Regions from separate parts of the Mus musculus genome. Here all the other regions are linked to region 1. The links are chromatin contacts, called in public Hi-C, HiChIP or PLAC-seq, Micro-C and promoter capture Hi-C maps. All regions are on one chromosome and are shown on one strand. Each heading gives the region's core, a stretch centred on a gene start, on an enhancer-like site or on the middle of the called end of the contact. The rest is flanking DNA. Distances are from core to core; before and after follow the strand shown. Region 1 holds the start of 9530059O14Rik (RIKEN cDNA 9530059O14 gene). Region 2 holds the start of Snrk (SNF related kinase). Region 3 holds the start of Tmem42 (transmembrane protein 42). Region 4 overlaps Ano10 (anoctamin 10). Region 5 holds the start of Ano10 (anoctamin 10).

Region 1 (2,579 bases), core at 52-2,551:
CCACCTTCTTCCCCCATCTGTGCTTTGGACTATGCGGTTTCTGCCTTGGCCAAAAACCGCATCCACGTCCAAATACAGTACAAAACTCTCTTGGACAGAAGTTAGAAAGAAGCCAGTGTAGAGAGAGACAGTTTGCTTCTAATAATCTCATAAGAATGCCCACAGTATGGCCCAAGTGGCGAGCAGATTCACGGTCCCCATGTGCTGCTGGGGTTGTCGCAGACGCGTCCACGGGCGTCGCAGCGGACGTGACACCGCATTTTCTCTGAATTCCTGCCATCTAGGATGGTGCAACCAAGGGAGGGGGTCATGGGGAAGCAGAGTGCAAGGCTGCAGAATCCGTTCTCTGCAGAGAACTGGAGCGAGCATGGAACAGCGCAACTCCGAGGGCGTTCACATTCGAGAGAAAAGCAACGCCCGGTCGTGGGTGGTTAATTGCCGGCTTCCCACAACCATGAGGCACGTCCCTGGCGGCGTCACTACCTTATGTTTTAATTTGACCTTTATTGGATCTTTGCTCCCCTGGGCTGAGGACTGGACTTGCACTCAGAAGACCACTGCCCTCTCTGGGGAGGGTGGGCCTTCTACTGCGGTTCCCTTCTCCTGAGGGAGCCTGTTCGAGTTCAGAACCTTGTAGACCTTGGAGTTATCAGGCATTCCCGGGCGTGGTCTAGTCGTGGGTTGCGGGGTTTTCTAGCCTTGGAACTGGGCGGTGTCTGCAATGCATCGCATCGCCTTAAGCTGTTCTCGGGTACTCACTCTCGCCGGTGCGCAGAAAGAGACAGAGAGGGGAGGGGTCACGCTTGACTATGAAGTGCCGGTGGGGTCTATTCAGAGTGTCAGTGTGTGTGTGTGGGGGGGGGGGGGGCTGCAGCAGAGGAGGGAGGGTTCTACTGCCAAGGGCAGGGCGGAGGACTGTGAAGGCCGGTTGGTAGTGTGAATGCCTTCCCAGGTTCAGCTGCGGTGATCACCCGGCACTGCAGCTAAAGGAGCTGGTTGCACCTTGCGTGCTCCCCCGCCTTCCCTGTGTTCCCCGGCTTTTCCGGGAGGAAAGATGGGGTGCCCATAGCGGGTGGGGCGCGCCGGCTGCCCAGTCGGGCGGTCACGTGTCCCCCTCCCCCTCCTACTGCAGCGGGAGTTCCAATCAGAGCGCGCCAGGGGGCTCCTCCCGGGCAGGAACCACCGGGCTCCGCGGCGCGGGGTGGGCCGCCATCACCTGACCGCCCGCCCCCGCCCCCCGCGAGTAAGGGGCGGTGGTAGCGTCTGCTCGGTTACAAATGGCCCCTCCCGCCCCGCTCGCCCGCTCGCTCGAGCTCGGCGCGGACCCGCCCGGGAGCGCTCCTCGCAGCAGCTGCCCGGGTTCCCACCGCCCTACCGGGCGCGAGCGATCAGACTACCTCGGAGGGCGCGCTCAGACACCCAGATGTCCGGCCACCTCAGTGGGTACCCTCGGCACCCTGTGATCCGACCACCCGCGGAGGCGCGCTAGCCCTCTGGGTGGGCGTGCTGGGCTTCTCTGCGGCGGAAGTCTGGACCACAGATTGTGACTTCTTTTCTAGCAGTAGGTGAGTGCCCAGCGGGAGCGCAGGCATGGGATGCCCTCCTACTGTGTGGGAACCCCGGGATCCTCTAGGGCACAGGAGGTTTGGTGTAATGACTAAGTCAAGCTTGCAGAACAAGTCCGAAGTCACTCGCCTTCTGGGCCTCTTTTTCGAGTTTCCCCAGTCCCTGGTTTGGGAAAGCGCTTTGATTTGAGGAATTCTTGTCTTGAGATACTTGACAAAGGTTGAAAAGACACTCAGATAGGAGCCGGGAGCTCTAGCTAGCTGGCGCAGGCTGGGTACACCCGGCGTGTTTGAATGTGGGGGGCGGGGGCCCTTTTGAGAATCAGCCCTGGGTAGGGCTAGGGCGAAGCCTCTGCGTTGGTCCCGTCACTCTGTCCCCAAAAGCCACTTGAAATGCCAAGGAGAGAAGAAACAGTGGCTGTAGATGTTGCTAACCAGCTAACCCCCTCCGTTTCTGATCTACCCCTGTGCTGCAGGTTATTCTGCCAAGGATGTGTGAGACTTGGAAGCGCCTAGGATACACCATTTTTACTTTATGACTTTTTGGCAGAAAATATGCGTTAAAGTGTTGAATTACGAGGGAAGATGGAGAAAATAACTTAATTCGCGTTTTTGTAAAGTTTTTGTTTTAAATGCAAGGCAGTAGAGATGTAGGTATTTGAGTCATATTTTGCGACTATACTTTTGGCTTTATGGTCCATATGTTCCTTATAACCTTTCAAACAAAACCCTAGGGAAAAAAATAGAAATAAATAAAAACCAAGGTGTGTGTGTGTGTGAGAGAGAGAGAGAGAGAGAGAGAGAGAGAGAGAGAACACAGGACTTCTGGGGAACAGAAGACAACCTCCTTTGATGAGTACAGTGATGGCCAATTTAATTTGTCATGTGCCACTGAAGGGGATGTCAAGCTGATAACATGCAGACTGGAGAGAAAATGAAGTAGGAGTTGCCCCTAGAGGAAGAAATAAGCCCTGATCCAATTACGCTGGGGAGAGAGCTGAAGGCTAGCCCTTC
Region 2 (2,579 bases), core at 29-2,528, 460 kb before region 1:
AAAAGAAAACATTTCCACGTCAAATGACACTGTCCTTTCATGATCCTAAGTCAGGTGGGGCCTGCGTGAGCAGAGGCCAATGCTGGGGTTTTCCTATGTGCACTTTGCCACCCAGGGCTAAAGCATTAGGATAATTGAAGGTCTAAGCACACATTTCAGCAGAAGATCGAGACCACCTTCCCAGTCATTCTGCTTCCCAGCCATCTTCAGGCATGCGAAGTGGATGTTGTAGTATAAATAAATAAATAAATAAATAAACAAATAAATAAATGAAGGGAGGAAGGAAGAAGACTTGCCATTTTCTGACCAACAGAGATGGCAAAAGCCATTTAGATTTTTTTGTCCAGTCAGTTGAGTCAGGCTTGGACATGTAAGAAGCTCATTCTGCTTGTGTGTGTGTGTTTTTTCTTCTTCTGTGGATGCAGGAACACAGAAGGAAAAGTAGGGGAGAGAAACCTGGCACCTGGCTTCTTTTCAGGAGCCCCAGAGGACTAGTCTCCATGGCTCATTATCCTTCCAGGAGATAGAGCTGGGAGTTCCCTCCCTCTTGTCCTGCCACCACTAACATCCCTTTCTGAGTCATCTTGGAACAGAACCATGAACAGCCAAGTTAGTGCCTGCTGTGTACTTCTCCACGTTGTTTCTCAGAGGCTGCCTGGCCTGGCCAGTGACTTTTGACTCTAGAGGCAAGCCTGCATTCAGGTGTTGGGCTTTGCTTCTTTCTGCTTTAGTGGTAACAAAAGCAACAGAATTCTTCAAATGTATTCCCAGAGAGAAGAAAAAGTAAAGAAATGTGTATGTATATATATATATATGTGCATATGTGTATGCATGCTTGTGTATATATGATACACACACACACACACACACACACACACACACATATATATATATATATATATATATATATATATATATGCACGTGCATATGTATATTAATTTTGTTGTCTCTCATTGCTTCAAGCTAGATGGGAGATAGGGTGAACATTGATGGATAAAGCGCATGTGCTCCTTGCCCTCAGCCCCAAGATCTCTTCCAATATCCCCTGAAAGCTATAGCTCTAGCTGCTATGCCTGCTGCCGCTGTCCATCGTCCTGGCGCTTCCTTCTGCATAATCTCTATTCTTTCCAGAGTAGGATGTGCTCAGGCCAGGGCCAGGACGCCCTCCAGTAGACCCTGAGCTGGCCTGCAGGTGCGCCGGGTTAACCCCGCCCCGCCCGACCCAAGGCCCCGCCCTCACACAAGACCCCACCCCATCGCTTTCGTCACGATGACGCAAGGCCCGCGCCTGCGCAGCGCGGCCGCACCCCCGGCCGCCCGCTCGGTATTATGATTAGCCCTGGGTGCGGGGTTCCGGCGGCCGGGAGGGAGTTGTCGACGCCGCGGCCGCTGCGGACGGATGCCCGCCTGCCGGCTGAGGTAGGGCGAGCGCGGCGCGGGAGCGTGGGCCGGGTCTGCGCTTCTCCTCAGCGGCCGCCTTAGCGGGGCTGGGCTGGCGCCGCCGCAGGCGGAAAGTAAGTTGCGCGCTCGGCCCGGGGTGCCCTGCGCAGAGGACGCGGCCCGCGGCACCACCCCGGCCCCGAGCTCGCCCGGCCTGCGGGCTTCGCGCAGCCCGGCCCGGCCCTGCCCTTGCGGCCGCCGCGGGATTGCGGCAGCGCGGGAGTCGACGCGGCCCCGCGCCGCGCCCGCAGCGGGCCCCGGGCGACGCGAGATCCACGGGCCTCAGTTTCCCCGTGGGCCGCGAGTCCCGCTGCAGAGCCGGGCGGCCGCCGCCTCACGATAGCTCGGGGACGCGGTTGTCTACGGAGAAGGGCGCTCGGCTGCGGAAGGGGCAGCGGTGCGGCTCCCCGGGGACTGCTCGGATTTTTTCGCGTTAGGAGACGCTGTTCTTTTCCGTAGACATCGCCTGTTGATTTCTTTCCGAACCATTTGCAATAAAAACAAACACCTTGTTGCCTTTTGCTTGGACTCGGGAGCCAGGAGAGTGGCAGCCCTTTAAGCTTAGGCTTCCTCCAGCTGTGATGTTCTTAAACAGTGGGGTCAGCTACAACCTAGGAGCTTCGCTGTGAGTTCGGGTCGTGTATGCATTGGGGAATTTCTCTCCGGGGTTCCTAAGACTGTAGAAGTCAGAGGCTGTAGGGCCTCTGGGCTGTCAGGTTTCTTACTTTCCCTTCCGTTTAAATGAGCGTATTCTCCAAGTCTTAGGAGCCTTGGTGAAACCACCTGGATGCTTGAAGTGTTTTGTCAGGTTTAAGGTGAAGTAAGCGATGGACCTACAGGTGTACAGCTCTTTCTGCTGAGTTTCCAACAGATTCCTGTCCAGGGTCAAAAGGCTCAGTTTGGATTCTTTGTAGGGATTGGGACACTGTCCCAAATTGATCCCTAACTTATCACAGTTCGTATCGGTGCAGTCTGAAGCCCAGGTTGTCAAGGATTATGTAATCAACTTGTTAATTTCTAATCTTGTTACAGTGTTTTCCAGATTTATAAAACCATTCCCTTCAGAGAAATCTGTCTTCAGCGTCTGGTTAAATATTTCTCTTGGAATTGGGTTCTTGAAGACAATTCTGTATGTGTG
Region 3 (2,579 bases), core at 26-2,525, 450 kb after region 1:
TAATCCATCCTTTTATTTCATCCACAAAACCACCCGCATGAGAAGCAAGGTAGCATGTAAGAATGTCCATGAAAAAGCTCTTTAACAGGGAATAAAGTGTTTCTTCCAAGCCCCATACATTAAATATTATTTGTATTTTATATATCAACAAAACAAGTTTTGCTGTGTAGCCCTGGCTATGTAGAGCTATTTAGAGCAGGCTGTTCTCGGACTCACAGAGATCCACTTGCCTCTGCTTCCTCATGTGTACCAACCACCACACTTAGCTCACGTTATACACTTCTACAGCTCTCCTTTAAGGAAATGTATCCCTAACATATATCCATACACACTGCCATTGACTGAATTCAGGATTTTTCATGTATTATGGAAGCACTGAGCTATAACCCCAACTCTCCTTTATTACAAAAACAAAAACTTTTTGAGAGTCTCAAAAAGTCCTTGGCTTGCTTAGTACCTCTCTGTTGGTCAGGCTGGCCTCAAACTCAGTAATTCTACCTCAGCTTCAGAAGTGCTAGGATTACGGGTGTGTGCCACCATGCCTGGCTGCCAGCCCTCTCAAGTGAGACAATGTCTCCCTAAGTTGCTCAGGATGACCATTAACTGCCTCAGCATCCTAAGCATCTGGAATTACCGACAGTAGATGACATTTTACGGTTTGTTTGGGTTTTTTTTTTTTTTGGTTGTTTTTTCAATTTTTTTGTCGTTCTCAATTACTTTACACGAACTTAGAAGTGACTGTGCTTCTGATGGTCCAGGCAGAACAAACGTTTTCCCAAACAACGTTCTGTCTCAAGCGGCCGGTCTCCAGATCCATCATCTCCTGCGTCCACGAGGGAGCAGAGGTGCTTTGAAGGTGCAGCTTGGCTTCAGGATTAGCATGTTAGGTGCGCATCCATGTAAAGTGGCAGACCTCCCCGTCTTCTCAGAAGCAGGTTCCCCTTGACTGCAGGGCTCTTTCAGAAACAAGGTTACTTCCGCCGCAGGTTCTCCTCGGAGATAAACTCCCCTCCTCCCCAAGTTCACGTCAGCAGATTCCTCTCTCACAGTAGGTACCTCTCGGTAGCACGCTTCCTTCAGTGGCGCACGGTCCTCGCTACCGGATTCCCATCCCCCAGGTTCGCCGGAGCCGCAGGCTCTCCTTAGTCGCGGGTTTGCACACGCTGCAGGGTATGGGCTCCAGATTCCTTTCATTTGTAGGCTCGGCTCGGCTCGGCTCCGGACTCCACTGCAGCAGATTCGCCTCACTCGCCTGGCTCCGCCCTAGCCGGGCTCACGGCGGGTGGCGGCGTGCGTGGCAGTCGGCCGTGGCGGGCGCAGCGGGCCTCATGGCGGCCGGTCCGCAGTCCTCGGGTGCCGCCGTGTCTGCGGCCGCTTACCCTGACTCACCCGTGGAGTTACCCGCTCGCCTACAGAAAGGCGCGATGCGGCGCCGCTTCTGGGGCGTGTTCAACTGTCTGTGCGCCGGGGCGTTCGGGGCTCTGGCCGCCGCCGCCGCCAAGCTGGCCTTCGGGAGCCAGGTGCAGCCCGGGGCGCCACGCGGGGGCGGGGCGGGGGGAGGGCGGGGCGGGGGGAGGGCGGGGCGGGGGGAGGGCGGGGCGGGGGAGGGCGGGGCGGGGCGGGGAGGAGGGCGGCTTAACCTGGGTTCCCGCCTGCGCCCATGTTGGACCACCTGGTTTTAGGCACTGCCTCCTGGGGGAGGACCTCGAAGCCCACCTCTCAGTTTAAGTCCCCTTGCCATAGCTTTTTTAGCACGTGACACCTAAGGTGAGATAACCGGTTGCCCATCTCTTCCTGTCCTTGGCAAGAGTTCGGACTGAGCGCCTGCGGAGCTTCTGCATCAGAGAATTCGATCCTGACCTGAACAGGGGACTGCTTGATATAGATTTCTGGCGACTTACAGTCCTTTTGTAAAGTCATATCTTTCCAGAAGGCTACTCAGCTACAAGAAATTTGAGGTCTTCGTGGAAGATAACCCTGCCCCCTGTCTGCAGGCAAATTCCTCTGCCTATCAGTCAGGGTCCGCATATGCTTTGTATGAGACGTGTAAACATCTCCCAGTCTTTCAAGGTTATGCCCATGGTGGTTGTAGCTCAGTGACACTTTCTCCTGCAGGTCAATATTGGCTTATGTGTCTTAGGCATCGTTGCCATGGCAAGCGCCAATTCTCTGATGTGGACCTTCTTTAGCCGGGGCCTCAGTTTCTCTATGTCTTCAGCCATTGCATCTGTCACAGTGACTTTCTCGAACATACTTTGCTCGGTGAGTAGCCTGGTGACCTTGTTCTTAGGGTTCTTGGTGAGTTAGTTGTCCTTGGGAAACCCCTGATTTTCCAGGCTCTAGAAAGGACAGGGAGTAAAACAAAAGTTGGGCTGTCTCCAGGCAAGGAACAGTTAAACATGGAAAACTTAGGAGTGAAACCTATGTCACTCTGGGATAACACCAGCTATCTCAATCAAGAACTCTAACATTAGCTATGGGGTCTAGGGGGTCTGGTCAAGGGAACCCAGTCTTGAATTGGAAGACAGCTTAACTTGGGTTTATGATTACTGGGTACTAGCTATGTCCGTACTGGCCCT
Region 4 (2,579 bases), core at 40-2,539, 320 kb before region 1:
CCAACAACAAGGAGGGGTGAGTCGGGGCAGGGAAGGTTGGACTGAGGTGTGGAAGCAAACCCAGCAGGGAAGAAAAAGAAAGGGGAGCAGGAAACTAATATGAGAGCAAACTGTGACACAGTCAACCATCAAGACGTGGGCTGGGGAGACACGCCATGGCCAGCACGGGCACTCGCACTAATGCTGAAAGGAGAAATTCACAGAGCTCAGAGAAGGGAGCCTTAGGTGGTCACTCAGCTACACTCTGACTCAGACATCTCTGCTGTGATGACCTGGTGAAGAACTGATGGTGACAGGGCTGGCACTGTCACACCAGTCAGATCACACCCGTCTCCCGTCACAAGGACTCTGTGCTCACTCTCTCACACAAGCAGTCCCCCTCGGATCTCACCGTTACAGGTGGCAGCAAACCCTGCTCACTCCAAACCCTTGTCTCTGCAGGGCAGGCTGACACACCTCGATCCCGCTGAGGACAGGGTGGGTGCTCTAAGTGGTGGCTCAGTGACAGACTCCACAGTAACCACAGGACACAGCAATCTACATCGTGGCCCACCCTGCTCTAGAGAGGGGGCAACACATTCAACAAAGAGTTAAAGTGAGTAAATCCTGAACAGCTGTCTTCCGAGAGCTGACTATATTATGACTGAAACTAGGAAAAACCCGTCCTCCTCTCTTAGCATACTACATAGATGACCCGCAGTTCCATTTCTAACCAGTAGGGGGCGAGTGCATCCTATAACTTACTTCTCCCATACCCACAAGAAACTGCTTTAAAGGGGTATTTTTCAAACTAGTAATTAAGCATGAACAGAGACAACGGATTCACTAGTCACTAGAACCTAAAATGCAGTCAATCTCCCAACAAACTGTTGGCTCACTTTTGCCTTTAGAGTGTTAGCATTCCGAGGATTAGCATTTAGAGGTTAAATGGTTAGCATTTGGCATATCGGACTGATATAACTGATACACAAGATAACGGGACATCATTCCACACAGGAGTTTGGACTGTGTGGCCCACTGCTGTTTCCACTGGTACTGTGACTCTGCACTTACAGGCGTGGCCCTCGGCTGGAAACAACATCAGAGACAAAAGGATGTCTCAGGCATGAGGTGGCTTCTCAGGGGACTGTGGAACATGATCTGTGGGCTGATGTTCATGGTATTTCCAATATCAAACTTTAACCCATAAAACGGTCACATTCAGTGTGCTCTCCCCTCATGCTCAGGTCTACTGTCCATCCCCGATAAATCTATTGCACAAAGCCGTGTCACGAGCCATGTCTCTAAGGGCAGCGCTAGGTGGCAGTAAGCACACAGACGCCACAGCAGCTTTCACTGTTGGTCCTGACATGCTTGGAGGGTGCAGTGGATCCAACTCTAAAGAAATCCAAGCATCAGAAAGAAGCAGAAGTGTGGAAGTTATCTGGGGTTGGAGGTGTGAGGCCAGGAGACAAGTACAGCCGAGTTTATCACAGGGACTGTTTTCCAAAAGGTCTTTGTTCTGCGACAAATCTTAATCACATAAATACACTTAGATGCTAATGACTTTGAAATGTAACATTTTAAATTGCTTCTTTCTATCAATATGTTAAATTTTTATTTAAAACATAATTTATGTATTTTTTATAATTTGCTGTGGCGTTTTGGATGAGCAAAATTTTACTTAGAGACCATGAATAAATACATTAAAGTAAAACATGCAGTATTATCTGTGAGATAGACATTTTCAAAAGCTAATAAAAGCCGATGGTGAAGCTCGCTTGTAATCCCAGCACCTAGACACAGAGAAAGGACAGTCATGGTTCAGGGCATCCTCAGCTACACAGACACTTTGGGGACAGCCTGGGCTTCATGGCACCCTGTCTCCAAGAAACAAACAGCAACAAAAACTTCAGGGGAAAACAGGGAATGATATAAATTAATGATTTTACTTTATAGAAAATGGATTACTTCCTTTCTTTAAAGTAGTTTGACCCAGTGGTAGTTTTTCGTTGAGTAGAACTGACAAGCAAAAGCTGTGCACAGCTGCGGGTCAGTGTGAATCGCACACACATTACAGAGTGGTTGGCACGGCTGAGCTGACTGACATTCATGTCGCCTAGCAGTTACCTTCTAACTCTGAACTGAATCTCAACATGACTTTATAAACTGACATGATCACACAACCAAAACCTACGTTTTCTAATTTATTTCTAAATGCTCCATTTTTATTTACAGAGAGGCCATATGGCATACAGCTGTCTCAGTAGTGCTACAGTAAAACTGGTTAACTTACTTTTTTTTTTATTGCTGTAATGTTATATCTAACATTTTTTCCAAGGTTGATTTTTGTACTGACACAGAAAAATACTTAAGTTACCAACCAGGGGGAGGGAACTCTCAGGTGTATGAGTACCAACAACTGGAGCCTGGCAGTTTGCAGAGCTGCCCCGAGCCAAGGGTCACCCGAGCCAAGGCAGGAGCATCAGGCCCTGGATCCAATTAGAGGAGCATCCAACCCAGGGAAGCAGCAACATGGAGCCCATGAAAGCTCAGAGAAGGGAAGGTAGAAACAGAGATGGCCACACTCACATCCTCCA
Region 5 (2,579 bases), core at 22-2,521, 280 kb before region 1:
ACACTCGTTACAGTTTACCAGGCCTTGTCTATGCCTGTCTGATATTCTGCATCTCTCATTTCTCATCAAGAGGACCTAAATTTGGACTCCAGCACGCAGTAGAGTGCTTCTGTAATCCCAACTCCAGGTGATATGGGAGACAGAGACAGTAAAACCCTAAGAAGCCATAGGGCTGAATGGCCTGGAACAGGCAGCACAGCAGCAAAAATGAAAAGACACAAAGACATCCTATCTCAAACACGGTGGGAGGCAAGGGCCCACACCTGTGTCCTCTGTCCTGTACAAGCCTGTGTGTATCCGTTTGCCTGCACTCACAATAACACGAACGCACAGACAAAAATTTTTAAAAACCAAAAACCAAACCAAAGCAAACCAAAACAAAAAAACCCCAGAAAACAAAACTATATGCCTAGTAAAGTCACAGCCTCTTTGTCTGTGTGAGTGCCCTCGGACGTTCATGCCAGGTAAACAGCAAGCATCTCCCTCCCAGTTTACCCTGGTTAAGGGATGCACGGTTGCATTTAAAATTGTTTAAAGACAGAAAGAGTCCTTAGAAATATCTAGTCCTCTAAGGTTACTGTGACTTTAAATGGAAACCAGGCCACTCACAGTGCACCTGAAACTTTTAAAACTGCCGGGATTCGATTACAACATCAGGGTTTAAGGGATTGCGATTCAACTGTGGAGTGGGAACAAACTTGAAGAGACTTCAGTCAGACCGTCTACGCACCGCCTCAGCTATGGGAAAGAACAAACAGGGTTTCGGGTAGGGACAGGGCTCTGCACCCTTCACTGGAGTCATGCGACACCTATCACGGAAAGCGCACAATGGGCCCGGTCAGAAACCTCAGACCGGATCTGTTCACAACCCTAGAGAGACCGCGAGGTGTGACACAATCAAGGCTACCGGGCACCTTCCCCGAAGTGTCAATCAGAGCAGCCCGACACCCCGGGATCCCATGGTCAGTCAGAGACGGCCCTGCTCCAGGCCTGACGCAAATCCAGAGCCGGCCGACATCCCCCTGCCTCCGCCGGCTTTCACACCCTTGCGGATCTCCAGCCCTGACCAGTGCTTCCGTGGCTCTTTCCCTGTCGCGGGGGGGGAGCATCCCCAGCGGGCCCACCACACGGACTGCGCCCCTCCCCACTCACCGGCCGCCCACGCGGCGTCCTCGGGGACCGCGGGAGCGGGGAGAACCAGGCCCGCGGCGCTAAGGCGGACTGGATACACGACCGGGGCGTGGCGCCTTGGCCGACAGGAGGCGTCAACGACCGGGAGGGGCGGGGCCTTCCGGCTGTCACTCGGCGTGGGGGGCGGGATCACCGTGAAAGGGGCGGTGCCTTAACAGTTGTAAGTCCCGAGGAAGGGGGGCGGAGGTGTCAGAGTGAAGCTTCACTGGCTGACCCTCGGGAGAGGGGTGGGGCCGCGACGGAAGGGGCGGGGCCATGAAGGTTCTCATTTTGGTGGGATGTGGTGGTGCTGCATGGGCGTGGCCTCATCAGCTGTCGTTGTAGAGAGACATGTTAAAGGCGGGGCTGTGGCGAGTGGGGTGGGGCTTGGGTTGCTGTCACTCACGGCAGAAAGGGAGCCTCATCCGGAGGGGTGGGGCCTCGCTAGCGGTCCTCGTGGTGGTATGGGTGCGGGCTGGGTCTTGGCTTTGCTGGGTAGGGAATGGAAGGGAAAGGATAAGGCTCCTTACGCTTTCCTTTTCTTAATCTCTTAGACCAGAATCCAGACACCTGCCCACCTCTACCCTCTACCGTCTAGCCTCCACCCTCCACACCCTTCCAGTTTTTGCCTTCCTCCAGGGGACAAGGCCTTCACCCCAACCCCTGGGGGTGTTCCGGTTTGGAGGTTGTCCTCCTAGCCCCCTCTCTGCCTTAAGGAGCAATTCTTGGCTGGTTTTCAGCAGAATTCTGAAGCTCTCTTCTCTCTGAAAACCAAGGCAAATCTTTCAGAACTTTAACAATTAGAGTCAATTGACGACTCAGGAGACTTGTGGGTTTCAGTTGGAGAGTTCCAATTTTCTCAGCCCCTGAACTTACATTCATCCTTGCATATAACTTCATTCTTTGGTATCTGATTGGAAATGTTTGAAATTTTTTGAAAAACAATCATTTTAATGGAATATCTATTAAATCCTTTTTGCTCAGATAGTCTTTATACTGGAGATTAAACCCAGGGCCTTGTGCATCCTAGGGAAGAGATTATCCCAGCCCTCTTGGGAGTAATCTTATCACAGCTGAATTAACAAAATTTAGTTAAGCTGTGTTGGTGGCCCACACTTTTGTAGTCTCAGATACTCAGCAGACTGAGGCTGGAAGATCACTTGAACTGAGGAACTAGAGACCAGCCTGAGCAATGTAGTGAATCTCCATCTCAAAGCAAAGTACAAGATGTGAGCCTGAGTCATGGTGCCATGCCACTTAGTTTTTGTGAACCTGACACACCAATAGTTGCCTGAGAGGAAATCACATTAAGGAACAGCCTCCATCAGACTGGCCTTTGAGCTTGTGTGTTGGGGGGGAGGGGGGGTAGGGAGGAGCATTCTCTTGATGATGTGGGAGGGCCCAGCACA

The links. Promoter capture Hi-C pulls out the DNA fragments that hold promoters and counts their contacts. A called contact is a pair of places that touch in the nucleus more often than the background predicts. HiChIP or PLAC-seq counts read pairs in DNA pulled down with a chosen protein or histone mark.
Region 2: a Micro-C map of embryonic stem cells shows a contact between it and region 1, with 6 times the contacts expected there. The contact joins the promoter of Snrk here to the promoter of 9530059O14Rik in region 1. A contact is called at or near these places in 2 of 39 promoter capture datasets (cranial neural crest and embryonic stem cells), 1 of 484 Hi-C or Micro-C datasets (embryonic stem cells) and 2 of 115 datasets of contacts at active chromatin or transcription factors (both in embryonic stem cells).
Region 3: a promoter capture Hi-C map of liver shows a contact between it and region 1, with 4 times the contacts expected there. The contact joins the promoter of Tmem42 here to the promoter of 9530059O14Rik in region 1. A contact is called at or near these places in 5 of 39 promoter capture datasets (embryonic stem cells, liver and stem cell-derived epiblast-like cells).
Region 4: a contact with region 1 is called in a Hi-C map of cortical neurons, with 2.7 times the contacts expected there. The contact joins the enhancer-like site here to the promoter of 9530059O14Rik in region 1. A contact is called at or near these places in 4 of 484 Hi-C or Micro-C datasets (cortical neurons, forebrain and ventral hippocampal neurons) and 3 of 115 datasets of contacts at active chromatin or transcription factors (embryonic forebrain, embryonic stem cells and forebrain).
Region 5: a contact with region 1 is called in an H3K4me3 HiChIP or PLAC-seq map of forebrain, with 4 times the contacts expected there. The contact joins the promoter of Ano10 here to the promoter of 9530059O14Rik in region 1. A contact is called at or near these places in 5 of 39 promoter capture datasets (cranial neural crest, embryonic stem cells, hippocampal neurons and 2 more), 2 of 484 Hi-C or Micro-C datasets (both in embryonic stem cells) and 1 of 115 datasets of contacts at active chromatin or transcription factors (forebrain).

The regions. Positions count from the first base shown.
Region 1 is chr9:122,571,200-122,573,778 of GRCm38.p6, forward strand. It overlaps 9530059O14Rik (RIKEN cDNA 9530059O14 gene), which reads left to right and starts at 1,302. Exons shown (of 2, transcript NR_015610.2): 1 at 1,302-1,565.
Region 2 is chr9:122,115,988-122,118,566 of GRCm38.p6, forward strand. It overlaps Snrk (SNF related kinase), which reads left to right and starts at 1,279. Exons shown (of 8, transcript NM_001357775.1): 1 at 1,279-1,420.
Region 3 is chr9:123,020,051-123,022,629 of GRCm38.p6, forward strand. It overlaps Tmem42 (transmembrane protein 42), which reads left to right and starts at 1,276. Exons shown (of 3, transcript NM_025339.4): 1 at 1,276-1,520; 2 at 2,116-2,262. The coding sequence starts at 1,329.
Region 4 is chr9:122,247,117-122,249,695 of GRCm38.p6, forward strand. All of the region lies in intron 11 of Ano10 (anoctamin 10), which reads right to left. Among named protein-coding and RNA genes, the nearest start is that of Mir8106, 26 kb to the right of the region's middle. Within about 2 kb of position 1,290, at least 13 of the 459 cell types and tissues checked have an H3K27ac peak or open chromatin away from gene starts, as enhancers often do. A contact at or near this core is called in cortical neurons, where this site is marked.
Region 5 is chr9:122,293,152-122,295,730 of GRCm38.p6, forward strand. Ano10 (anoctamin 10) reads right to left here and starts at 1,272. Exons shown (of 13, transcript NM_133979.3): 1 at 1,153-1,272.